2 separate regions of the Mus musculus genome follow, and region 2 is linked to region 1. Evidence: chromatin contacts called from public HiChIP or PLAC-seq data. All regions are on one chromosome and are shown on one strand. The core of a region is the stretch at or near the end of the contact, and the rest is flanking DNA. Distances in the headings are between cores, read along the strand shown. Region 1 has its middle 200 kb from the start of Gm23131. Region 2 has its middle 20 kb from the start of Gm30827.

Evidence for each region. HiChIP or PLAC-seq counts read pairs in DNA pulled down with a chosen protein or histone mark.
Region 2: an H3K4me3 HiChIP or PLAC-seq map of embryonic basal ganglia shows a contact between it and region 1, with 3 times the contacts expected there. The contact joins two enhancer-like sites. A contact is called at or near these places in 5 of 39 promoter capture datasets (liver, maxillary cranial neural crest, pre-B cells and 1 more), 2 of 15 datasets of contacts at CTCF or cohesin (large pre-B cells and pro-B cells), 4 of 484 Hi-C or Micro-C datasets (bone marrow-derived macrophages, cranial neural crest, epidermal suprabasal cells and 1 more), 9 of 115 datasets of contacts at active chromatin or transcription factors (the 230-238 cell line, astrocytes, bone marrow-derived macrophages and 5 more) and 1 of 9 other capture datasets (embryonic stem cells).

The regions. Positions count from the first base shown.
Region 1 is chr3:148,555,409-148,561,540 of GRCm38.p6, forward strand. No RefSeq gene overlaps it. Among named protein-coding and RNA genes, the nearest start is that of Gm23131, 200 kb to the left of the region's middle. Within about 2 kb of position 4,538, at least 15 of the 459 cell types and tissues checked have an H3K27ac peak or open chromatin away from gene starts, as enhancers often do. A contact at or near this core is called in embryonic basal ganglia, where this site is marked.
Region 2 is chr3:148,975,799-148,982,342 of GRCm38.p6, forward strand. It overlaps a transcript of Adgrl2 not described here. Among named protein-coding and RNA genes, the nearest start is that of Gm30827, 20 kb to the right of the region's middle. Within about 2 kb of position 1,408, at least 51 of the 459 cell types and tissues checked have an H3K27ac peak or open chromatin away from gene starts, as enhancers often do. A contact at or near this core is called in embryonic basal ganglia, where this site is marked.

The DNA of each region.
Region 1 (6,132 bases), core at 3,288-5,787:
TTAACAAGAACCATCTAGCAGGTCCTTGAAGAACCAGATGGTCCGGAATACTAGTAGTAAGCTCGATATTGCAGGATAAGAAAGGAGAAGTTGTATTCGTAGACTCACTTTGCCTAAAACTACATGTGATTAACTCTGCCAGGTTCCTCTTGTGGTTTGTTGATGAAGGTGACCATTGAGTGCCCAGTGAATGCATATAGCGTGGTGGTCATGCAGATCTCTTTACTCTCCACCATGTGGGTCACATTAAGTAGCCAAGCTTTTCTATCGCGCCCCCTCCCCTCTCTCCCCCACATTGCATAAACAGGAATCTGGTTCACACTGTGCTACATGCATGGCTCTTCAGAGCACGTTTTCCTATCACCTTGTTTCCTCTCTATTATGTTTCTAACAGTCAGGAGTGAGATGAGGTGGAAATGACAGTGAAAGATATTTTTTGTTTGCCAACAATAATTGTATATTTGTGGGTAAATGAGCACTTCAGTATCGAAAGCAGATCCAGGAGAGGGGCCAGGCTTCATAGCAGAGGCCGTAAAGCAACAGCCTGGAAGCACAACCTCTGGACCACAGGCTCGTCCCCGTAAACTCCTTCTGCTCTGCCCTGCACTTAAAGACAGGATGGAAAAAGCAGAAGGTGGTTATTTGAAGATGCATTATTTTTAAATGCATCTTAATAACAATTTCACGTTTGGGAGTTGAATTCCTCACTGTAGCTTCGTCTAAATTTGTCATTCCTCTCCCCCTACATAGTTGCACTCCAATGTCATAAAGTAAAAGATCAGTCAATGGTTCTTGAGGATATTCTTCCTAGCAAAACCATTGAGACCTTGGAATTACCCAGTGTTTACCCAAGTCTAATCAAACAAAATCAAATTGCAATATAAATTCTTAAAATGCCTTTTCTACATGTTTTACTGAAGAGAAAACCAACGGGCTGCAGGTCACAGTGAGTGACCCTTTCTGTAAAAATAAGGAAGATGACACTCTTGATGAATAACACAACATGCATGGTTACCTTCCGACCTGAATACTTACAGACACTTGTGTGAGCACACCAACACACACCAACACACACACACACACACACACACACACACACACATACAATTTGCAACATTTTGTTCATTCAAAGTTACCATTTTCAAGACCTTACTTTCTTTAATCTTAATGTTCCCTTACAAAGGACCTGAGAAATACTGAGAATTCAGAACTAGATTTTAAAGGAAGAAAGGACAGAAAGAAGGAAGGAAGGGAGGGATGGAGGAAGGGAGGGAGGGAGGGAAGGAGGAAGGGAGGAAACATAATAGATGAGAGTAAACAAATTGAATTAAAATTATAAAAATTGTTTAGGGTTTTTATTAATAAAAGGGAATATCAAGTAAAATAAAGAGAAGATAATTTTAATCTCTAACTCTAATTATGTAAATATGTTCAAGGTCATAAATTAACACAAGGCTTTTGGATAATAATTTAGTAATATCTATCAAGAATATGAAGACATAGTCATTTTCTTTCAGGAAACTTATCTAAATATGAGAGACCACAGCAGGCGATAAAAGTTTCTAATAGAACCAATGGGGATAACCCTCAAAGTAAACTGAGAGCTACATGTGGTCAAGATACTGTCCTTTAAAAACAAAAACAGTGTTCTTGGGGCAGGGGAGATGTTCAATAGTTAAGGTCACTGCTGTTCTTCCAGAGTAGCCTGGTTCCATTCCCAGCACCTGTCAGTATTTCCCAGAGATCAGCTTCCCTCTTCCGCTGTGTTGACACACATGCTGCACATACTACATGCAGACAAAACACTCACACACCTGGAATAAAAAATAAAGAATAAAATTTTGTCTTAAGTTACAATGTGAATATGAAAACGCCTTGGGAGAAGAAAGGTGTAGAAGATAGTATGTTAAAATGATGGCCATTGTTAGGTCTCTTTTCTTTCCCTTGGCAAAATAGCAGACCACAGAAAGTTAAGGAAGAGTTGGAATTAGCCCTCAGTTTTAGTGATACAGTCCATCAAGGCCTGAGACACAAAAGACAAGAGGGTATGGGGGACGATCCAATTGTACCTGCAGAAAGAAAGCAGCTGTAGAAAGAGTCAGAGACATAGAAAGAGAAAGAGATAGGGAATGGACAGTGAGAGAGATGGGGAAAGAAAGAGACAGAGACAGGGAAAGAAAGAGACAGACATAGAGAAAGAAAGAAACAGAGAAAGGGAAAGAAAGAGACAGAAGCAGAAATAGAGACAGGGACAAGGACAGGGACAGGGACAGAGATGAACTGAGCCAGGTTACAAATCACAGGCTCACTCTAGTCGCCACTCATGGCAATTTAAGCCTCAATCTTAACCATTATCCAACCAAGCCAAACCTCCCCAGGCAATGCTACCTGCTGATATTCAAAGCTCAACAATAAAACTTTAGCTAAAAGGTTTTAACTTAAAAGTTTTTATTAAATTATTGACTTATTTTCTGTTTGGGGGTGGTATTGTGGAGCTGCACATGTGTGGTCCATTATGTGTCAGAGGACAGCTGTGGGAGTCAGTTCTCTCCTTCTACCCAGGTGTTTACCTCAGCTTGTCCCTCTTGGTGCCAATTGGTTTGTACCCTCTAAGCCATCTTGTTGGCCTGCTTCTTTAGTTTGTGAAAGCACATATTTAAAAGGGAAGGCAATCATTTGCAACAAGATAAAACAAAGCAAGCAAAAGAGGCTATCTGCTTCACAAAACTCTTGGCAACTTGTAGAACTCCTCCGTGAAGCAAGGAAGACATTAGGAGAAAGTGTTCAGAAAAGTCAGTGCCTGTATACAAATAGTTCATCAATGATGGGTGGAAAAGAACTTTTAAGAAAATATTGTGAGGAAATAGTTCCTTTTCATTAAAAAAAAAGAGAGAGAGAGAATTCTTCAGAAGCAAATATCTGCCTCTGGCAATGAAATGCCTTTGCGGGCTGACTCAGAGTGAAGATGGGGTTACAGACAAGGAGAGAGGAGACAGCAGAGGAAATCCTAGGTAGCTGAGCAATTAAGGGTATTTTTACACTAAGGGAGAAAACAACAGAATACTTTATACACAAAAAGTGAAACAGGAATAAACAATAAGCATATTTGATAGGAGAGAAGAAAGAGAAGAGAAGAGAAGAGAAGAGAAGAGAAGAGAAGAGAAGAGAAGAGAAGAGAAGAGAAGAGAAGAGAAGAGAAGAGAAGAGAAGAGAAGAGAAGGAATAAGCACATGTTTATCTTCTTGGGCTTTCCTGGAATGATCTTAGAAGATGTTCAGTCTGTGGGAGTGTTTTTGTTCCTTCCAATCTGAAAGAACGTGAACTGTTTTCCAGGCTCCTGGTGTACATTGGAAAGGAACCATGACCTGAGGTGGTGTTGTCTTTGGAGATTAAGAAAAATGCATCTCTCTGCTATCGTTTTTCTGATCCTCTCCAATTATAACCACTTCCAGACAGTTCCCTGTGGCCTTTGCAGTGTGGTGACTACTAAATAATTGCAGTGGAGATGTCAAATATTTCCCTAATGAGCTCAAGGTCCAAAGTCAACTCTGGACAGAAAAGACGGGCTGGCTGGGCATTTCTGGTGAGTCTGCTTCTGGAGACGAGCACAAGAGGCTGCCACTAACATGTGCATGTCACTCCTGAGCCAAAAAGGAAGAAAACGAACATAAAGGAATAAGAGCTGTCTTTGGCTGGTAGATTAAGAGGATCACCATTGTACAGTTGTTATTTCTATTCCTTAGGTTTAGAAGTTCCGCCCCAGAGTGACTGGCTCTAGGCGGTCGGAATTCTATTCATAGATAGATGCTCAATGTTCAGATGCTCAGCACTGTGGAACGAAAGCTTCTTTGGAAAGGAAAGCACTATCCGCCCTCCGCAGAAATGCTGAGCATGTTAGAGAAGATCTCTCGGTTTTTGACAAAGGACTATCTGGCACCTCCAAGAGCAGGGGTAGATGCAGGTGTGAACTGACAAACACATCCACGCTGATGCCCCAGGTTGCTACATGCTCTGTCATGCTTGTGAGAGTGAACCAGAAAGATTCACGAGTCCAGGCTGGACGACTCTAGCTGCTGTAGAGTTCTTTTCTAAATAATATAAAATTTTTTTAAAAAATGAACTTAGTTAAACCTGGACTGAGACCAGTGATAATTCTGGCTACCCTAGAATTAAAAGTAACAATATGGGAATTAACATCCGTCATTATTGAAAAGAGATCAGAGTTACTTCCAGGTTTGGTTAAGAGTCTGTTTTTAACACTCCTTACAGTAGAGGAAAACAGCTTCCTACTGATTGAGATGCCCTTTAAATCATGGTGCTAGCAAAGCAATATGGCATTTAAAATGAGCATTTTATGTTAGGAAATTGTTCTTGTTTGTCCCTCTTCACTGAAACACCAATTGTAAGTGATCGAGTAGGGCCCCAGCTTTATGCACGGTGTTTGTTCAACACCAGCTTTCCAGCCCTTCAAAACACTCCATTGGCTTAAGAACCACCTTTGCTCGGCTCTTTGTAGTATAGACACGTTTGAGCCTGTCTCTTTCAGCGCTTGGGGATTTTCCCAATGTAAATTCTCTTGGAACCCAGCTCTCCGACTGTACAGATGTACTGTAACTGACTCTTTGTTTATGATCCTGTATCCAGCTTTTCTTTAATCGGAGTAGACGGATTAAACACACTTCTAAGGAACCTATTGTATATTATAAAAACTACACGCTTAATTGCAAAAGAGAAGAAAAATAGAAATGAAAGAAAGAAAAGAAAGAGAGAAAAGACCAACAACCCAGCTGCTTAATTTATGGATCTCAACTCGAGTGCCAGCAATTTCAACATGGAAAACATGGTGCTCCTCATTCCCAGAGCTGGCAAGCTTTCCGGCTAAATTTTATACAGAACAAGAATCTCTTTGTTTTCCTCCAATTACTTTTTCAAACAACTAAATTGAGTGCTGGTGGAAGGTGCTTGTTTTTCACAAGCAAAGTCCTCGATTTCACCAAGGAACAGGTGCGGAGGACTGGGGGCCATGCACAGCTCCCATGCCTTGACTTCAATCTAAACCCTCCACGTCTATGGTGGAAAGGGTTGGGCCTCAGTCACCTTATCTGTAAATGTAATGTTGGTTCTTTTTTCAGAGTCAGAGGGGCCTGGAAATAACCAGATCACTTCTTTGATGCATTACCTCATGTAATTTTGACTGGCTTCTTCCTTTTCTTGGCCAATGGTCCAAAATGATAATGGAGCTTCTTGGATAGCGACAGAGCCATGTTAGTATATGTTGCTAATGATATGGGCAAGGTTCATATCAACCATACTTTACCTGACTTTGCCTTATTGTTCTGCAAATTCTCCAGGGGGTGTTGTTTTAGCAGAATTGGTACTTTTAACACCTGGTAGTAAATCTTCTGACACTGCAAAAAGAAAAAATCAAACTGTCACCGCACACTGTCTTTCCAAACCATCATGGAAAGTCACAGGCACTTTCTCATGAGGCCCTCCTCATAGTCCAAAGATGGCTGAAACTTCTTGTGATGAAACTTCAGTGAAATGAGAAGTAGTTTTCATCTTAGACTTTAAATTCTCTTGGGTGGGATTCAAAAGGATTTCTTTAATTGTGAAAGTCTTTTCAAAGGTAAATAGTCTTCGAGTGTAATTTCACTTTATTGCTAAGAAACAATCTTTAGTAACCTGTAAGGAGGGCCAGCACTGAGAAATACCTGTTCAGCGATACATAGTACAAGTTCAAGAAGCAAATGCACACACACGTGAAATGCTGCTTTAAAAAAATCAAGAACTCAGGGCTCCAGGATCCATTAAACAGAGGCATTCCAATGTAAATTATTCCACCAGAGCTCTGAGAATTCCCAAATGCAATAGATTTTTGGTTACTAATAATTGAGCCTGGATGCATGCCCACAAATTAAAGATAACTTGCGCCTGTATCCCATTACTAATTCTTTTAACAAGCCTTCCTGTGAGCATTTTTCACTTCTTAACCTTTTGGTTACTGACACTACATTCACCACAATAACCCCGCGGAACACATTTCAGGCTCATTTCTGGCTAAGCGCTTGGCATGCAGCTGTTTAGTGGGATACCCTGGTTGTGCCTGAGGTTTTCTTGTTCTTGCCAGTT
Region 2 (6,544 bases), core at 158-2,657, 420 kb after region 1:
TTCACTGAGAGACCTGGCATAAGCAATAGGACCTTCTGCTTTGATTAATACTTTGTCCAAATATAGATGTCGTAAAATCAAGCTCGACTTAAGGAGTCAAGAATACAAATTAACTCTCTGGATCTATAACATAAAGTTCTGTTATTAAGGAATTTTACCACGTTTATTCTCTTTCTTAAACTAAGTCAAAAACACTAGTGTCCCCAATCACATTGAAACACATAAGCCACACAGGCGTTAGAGAGTTAGCCGTAAAGCATCAGTTGGAATTTTTGATATTTCCTTAGATGTGTTCGATTTTATATAAAGGCAAAGCTTTCGATGAATGGAGGAAAAATGTGAAATTTTCAATTTCATTTCAATGCAGAAATCTGATATGCTATGGCCTTAACCTGTTCACTCTTGAATGAACGGGCTTGAATTCGCCATACTTTGTGAGTTCCACAAAAATCTAACAAAGTGCACATAAATAAAATGTATTCTTTACACCTTTGCTAGACTTCAACTTGAGAAAAATCTGTGACACAGACAAAAGGAATTCCTTTGAAACAATTAGAATAACAGCCTTGCTATTTTATCATTAAAAAATTTGTTAACTTTTAAAGCTTAGAGATATAAGAGAATCGTAAATATTTTTCCTTCGCTTTTTTTCCTCACGTAGTTATGAAAACATCCAGGTTCATAACTTCTCATCCTTGTGTCCCCTGAACCCAGCAGCAAGTCTGTGATTACTATTTGGAGTTTAGTTTCTGCCCCTATGCAAAGTACTTGACATAATATTTTGACTCATGATTTAAGGATGACCAAAACCAGTTTTTTTTTAAATAAATACCTTCCAAATTTTATAATCCCTTATTAAGTTACTTCAACATTATGCTCATTCATTCCTTATTTGTGAGCATTATTCTTAAGTAAGAGTCTATTCATAATATATCTTACTTTAAAAAAAAGCCAGTCTGCTCAAGTAAACTCAGGACCCATACATACATATTTACTCTTAAATCATAAATTTGCAAACGAGCATGAGGTATTATACATCATGAATTGATATTCTTCAAGAATATATGATAAGATTATCTGAGAATTTTCAAAGACTGTCAGGGCTGCTTCAAATTGCAAAGGGCAGCCATCTACTCGTTCTACAATCATCCCCAGTATAGTTAGCAACCAGCAGTATTTCTCCAAGAACATTTTTGAAAACATTTTGCAATGGACTCAGATTTCATTAGGCTGAGGGGGGAAAACAGCAGTGAAATAAACGGCCTACGTTTGAATTTAAGACAATCCAAGTAGCACTTACCCTAGCTGTGTCTTTCCAATAGCATCACAGAAGCCATGCACTCTGTGACAGCCCCAGCGCCTCGCCTCACAGTTTTTCTGGAATGAATTCTGCAGTAACCCTTACCTCGCTGCGAGGGAAGCCGAGGCATGATGAGGGAGAGTGTAATGAACTGTACTGGCGAGCTCCACTTCCCAGTGCCTACCCACCCACCGGGATGAGAAATGTCCCTGCGTGGCATTATTTAAGACAATGACACAAACTTGGCAGTAAGGAATGCCTATCAAGAACGCTATTGAGAAGGACGTGGTGCTTGTGTGAAGCGCGGCACCGTAATCCTGTTGAAGAATAATTGCTGTTGCTAACAGTCTTACCCTGTTAGGAGAATGCTCCGCAGAGCGGTGCCACAGACTTGTTGAGATAACGCAGAGTGTAATACTGACACAAAAGCCCACGTCAGTGCCAAGAATCTCTCTATTACACCGTTTTTCTCACCTGCAGGGAAATGTTCTCTATACCAGCAACGATCTGACGCCTCGCATTAGGTAAAGATTAGCTAATGAAATAATATATTCAATACAGTGTTTCATTAAGAATCAAAGCCCTTTAAAATACAAACTAAGTATGTTTGTCACACCAATTTGGCAAGGGAAAGAGACTACTGCATCTCTCTTCAAGAATACATAAGTGGGTAACCCTTTTGCGTATCCGTAAGAAGCAGTTTCTCAAATATGACTTCACCAAAATGTAAAAACAGACACTGGCATTTTCAGTAGACTGGGGTACTGTTAAGCAAATGTATTCAGGCGACGTAAAACAACAAAAATGACCTGCGTGCTTACTGCCCTGATTGTTAAAATGCCCATGTCTAGAGTTAAAATAGTTCTGCATATTGAGCTGAGAAGTCTGAGGAATTCCATGGGCACTGTTAATGAAAAGAGCCGCTTTCAACCACGCCCTACCTGTCCCGCTGCATTCATGGTCTTCTGAGTTATCAACAGCCCCTCAAACCTTCCTGTAATGCCCTCACTGATGGTCACCTTGCCTAAGTGTCACTCAACTAAGCTGCTCACTATGACAAGCACAAGTCTTTAATCTCAAGTGATCAAGTCTTTGTTTCTGAAACAAGAACACAGTCAGTCATCTAATTTAATTTACTGAGGAAGTGCACGGACGGGGAAGGGATACAATGTGCTACTTCGTGCTTACTGGTTGTTTAATAATATTTTACGTCACCTGGGAAAGTCCCTAAAACATTGTCATCTCTTAATAGCTATAGTTACTAGACACCTTTCAAATGTGTTCTTTCCTACGAGTTCAACCAAAATAAAAGAAAACCTCAGAATGAACCCGGTGTGTTTAATCTTACTGTTTTTCTACTTATGTGCACTAATTCAGGGCATACTTGTGTCTTATATATGCAGGAAATGGTAAGAATTGAGCTACTAAATTTCCCTGGAATTTGACTAACCTCAAAATACCTTGCTTTCTAGCCACCTCTTACACACACAAAAAGAAATTATGTCGTTAACATAATTTTCAAAGGGTAAATTGTCAGTGCAACGTGCCCTGACTTGCTTATCTCGTATACAAGCTCCCTCTGCAGGTAATAACAAGGGTTCGCAAAAATGTTTGCCACAGCTAAATACTACTGCCTATGCTGCTCTCTCATTTGGGTAAGAGGATGCCTCCTGAAAATGTGTAATTGACGAACAATCATCTTATTCCCAGCCCTGGTTAAGAAGGTAGCCTGCCTTGGCAGCACGCCTAAACTTATCAGTCACCCACGGGCTATATTCATATTATGGGGGATAAAACACAACCAGAAAACTTTGTTTATACTGACCGAGCCTGAAATGACAGACACCAACCCATTCACCATGTGAACACAGCAGGCAATTGGGGCGCTGAGGTGGGGGGGACCACCTGAGATCAACTGGCAGGAGAAAGACCAAAAAAAAATGTGTGGAATGAACACACCTCACACTTTATCTTCATCTTTCTCTCTGTAGTTCCAAAACTGTAAAGAGTATTTCTTTTTCAAGATAAAATATTAATTCAACAATGAAAAAAGAAAATTAAAAAAAGAAAAAGGAAAGAAAAGCACTCTCTACGTTGTAAATGCCCTTTCCTCTTCTGTACAATTTGTTTTATTTTAAAGTTCCTTTTAATCTCCCTTTACCCAAAAAAAAATCTCTATTGATAAAACGTCTTCCCCCTGGTTCATATAAACAAGGATGCACGTCTGCCAACATCACACAACAGGAAAGGGTGGGGAGCAGTTTCAAAGTCTTGGGGACAATGTGTTACCCCCAAAACTGCTGGGAAGACAATGTCTGATGCCTTCACTTCCAATTTCTCCTTTCCATCACCCATACCACCCCTTCCCAACATGTAAATAAGGACTAGAAACTGAAGCCAAATCTAACCTGCTCTGGCTTATATTAACTCATAAGCTTAGCAGCATTATTTTCTTTTTAACTCTTGTTTTGTTTGGCTTGGTTTGGCTTTCTAATACAAGGACTCCCTATAGAAGCCAGACTGATCTCCAGCTCATGGCAATTCTCCTGCCTCAGCCTCCTATGTCCTGGGATTACATTCTTCAATCGACATGTCCCACAAAGGAGATGCTTTCAAAAATAAAAATAAATAAATAAATAAAATAAAAAACATTGTTAATGAGCAAATAACCATTATAGGATGTGAGTGTGGTTCAGATACCTGCCTGTGCTGGGCTCCAGTTTTTTAACCCCAGACTGCAAAACTAACAAAAATATAAACAGGGGTTAATTTTCATGCTAATAACAGAAACATCACAGAGACAAAATTTTATTTCATTAGATTCCTCCCTCACCCCCAGGAAACAATAAAATAAGCGAAGGCATTTTAAAATGGAGGATGTAACAATATGTGAACTGCCTTTTGTGTACACTGTGGGTACCACAGCACTCACAACCAAATAGGCAAAGGGTGTTAGTGTTCCTCTTTATTCTCCTATTAAAGCAATCAGAGAAAGCACAACTAGCCCGGTATTTTATTCCCCACCACAGAAGCCCAGGGTATCTTAACTCTAGGCTATAATTTCTATTTGTTGACACAATGAAGTAGTTTTGTATCGTATCCATCTTTTTGTAAACATACACAGCCTATCAGTCTCCAGTGTGCCTTGTGTCGATTCACAGGAAGCCTTCAGCAAGCACCTGGCAACGAATGGCTGGAACATGGGACCAGAATCCAGCACTACCAAAGGATAGTCCCAACAGCCACAAGAAAACTGAGGACTTTAGGAACGAAAACAACTTTAAGGATCGAAAAATGAGGAGGGCAAGGAAGAAGCTGGGGATGGGACAATAGGGAGAGCCTTGCTTAGTAGCAACTAGAAGGCTCAATTCCTAGCACTGAGGGAAGGGGGGCGGAAATTAGTGGAGAAAAGGATGTGTAAGAAAAGTAATTTCAAATCAATAACCACAGCACCGAGCACTAAAAGACAGATGCTTTTAATGCAGAAGACTGAAATTTCCCTGTGGAAGGTATGTGTGGAATGAAAAAAGAAAAAGAAAAAGAAAATAAATGTTGCTTTTAAGGGAAGACAGAAAAATCATTTTTAACAACTCTTTCTCTACCTAAATGGAAGCTGGGAACTGGTTACATCATGGTACTCTACGGAAAATAAACACTAAGTACTAAGTTTATCAACATTGTGTCATGGTTCAGCCATCTTATGGCAAACTAGTAACTCTGGGTTACTATCCTCTAAGGGGGAAAAAAAAGCATTAGTCAAGACCAAAGTCCCGCCCCACCAGCCAACTGCCATTTTGACAGTAGTTGGGGTTAGATTGTTCTGCCGTCCAATGCTGGAGTACAGTCAGACGTATAGACCGGCACAGCAGTGTCACGGAGAGTGGCAACAGTGGGCAGTGTGGCTGCTTTATGGTCCAAAGGCTGAAAAGTCCTTGAAAGCAGAACAGAGCTGAACTCGCCAAATCATTTCCAAAGAGATGCATCAAGCAACCAAACAGAGTTTGGATTTTAAACTTGCATTAATTCTTAACCTAAAACTATCTAGAAATACCATTGTATCAAGAGGATCAGAATATAAATTGTTTGCTTTGTGTATATGGATGGCAAAGAATGGGGTTAAACGGTATGCTTTGATGGCTAAGCCATGCCTTTTTCATTATTTATTAGACTGCCCTGGCCCATCTTTTTGTCACTACTGAGCTAAAATTTCATTGTGCATATCAGAAAAGGACACAGGCTCTATATGCTTTTGTTCTGACAAAATAATATTGGTTGGATTTGATGATCTGTCTCAGGTTAAGCAACCATCTTAGCAGCTTCCACCATCCTTCACAGCCAAGGATTAACGTTCTCTTTTATCGCCATTTCTTTTTTTCTATCGGATAATTTAAAAATATATATCAAGGTTATTTAATATATTCTAGAATAGAATTAAAAATTGGTCATTGACTTAGGGGTGCTTCTCCGGCATGCTTCTCAACCCTGCACATCTGATTTTATGAAGTGCTAGATCCACCCCTTTAAAATGGCTTCGAGGGGGTCCAGGTTTTATCTTAGCCCATCCCCAGCTTTATGTGGGCTTCTTTTAAAGAAACTAATTGCAGTGCTGAAATTCAGAAATTGATGTGAGGTACCGTGTCTGCCTTTTAATGTTTGTAAGATGTTCCTCACAGATTGGGGCAAGGAAGGCATCAACGGCAGAACCAACTGGGACCCGTTTTCGTCCCCCGTTTTCATGCCCTGCCCTGATTAATGCCTTGCTCTGCAGAGGGAGACATTACATCCGGGCTAAGAGAGACCTAAATTTTACCCTCAGGCAGAAATCTGGTTTAAACATCTCTATTTAAAGTGACATTTGTCCTCCTCCTTTCAACTGGTTTCCCTAGAAATTCCAGGAAGTTGACTTCATGACCTAAAAACAGCCCGGTGGCTTTGGAGCAGCCCTTGTGACTATTACTGCAACTGGGTGAAGCTCCGTGGCAGAATGAATCAAGGTGGCCATAAAACAGGTGCCCAGCTATCTGTACTACTTTATTGTGCTCAGAATTTAAGATCGAGGGTTCCATATAACTCTAGTGTTGGTGATAAACGAGAGAGAGAGAGAGAGAGAGAGAGAGAGAGAGAGAGAGAGAGAGAGAGAGAGAGGGAGAGAGAGAGAGAGAGAGAGAGAGAAATCCTAAAGTGTTCCTGGGGCTGCTAACTGGCTCCTTTGTGATGGAGGGAGTTTCTTCAGATTCCTAAAAT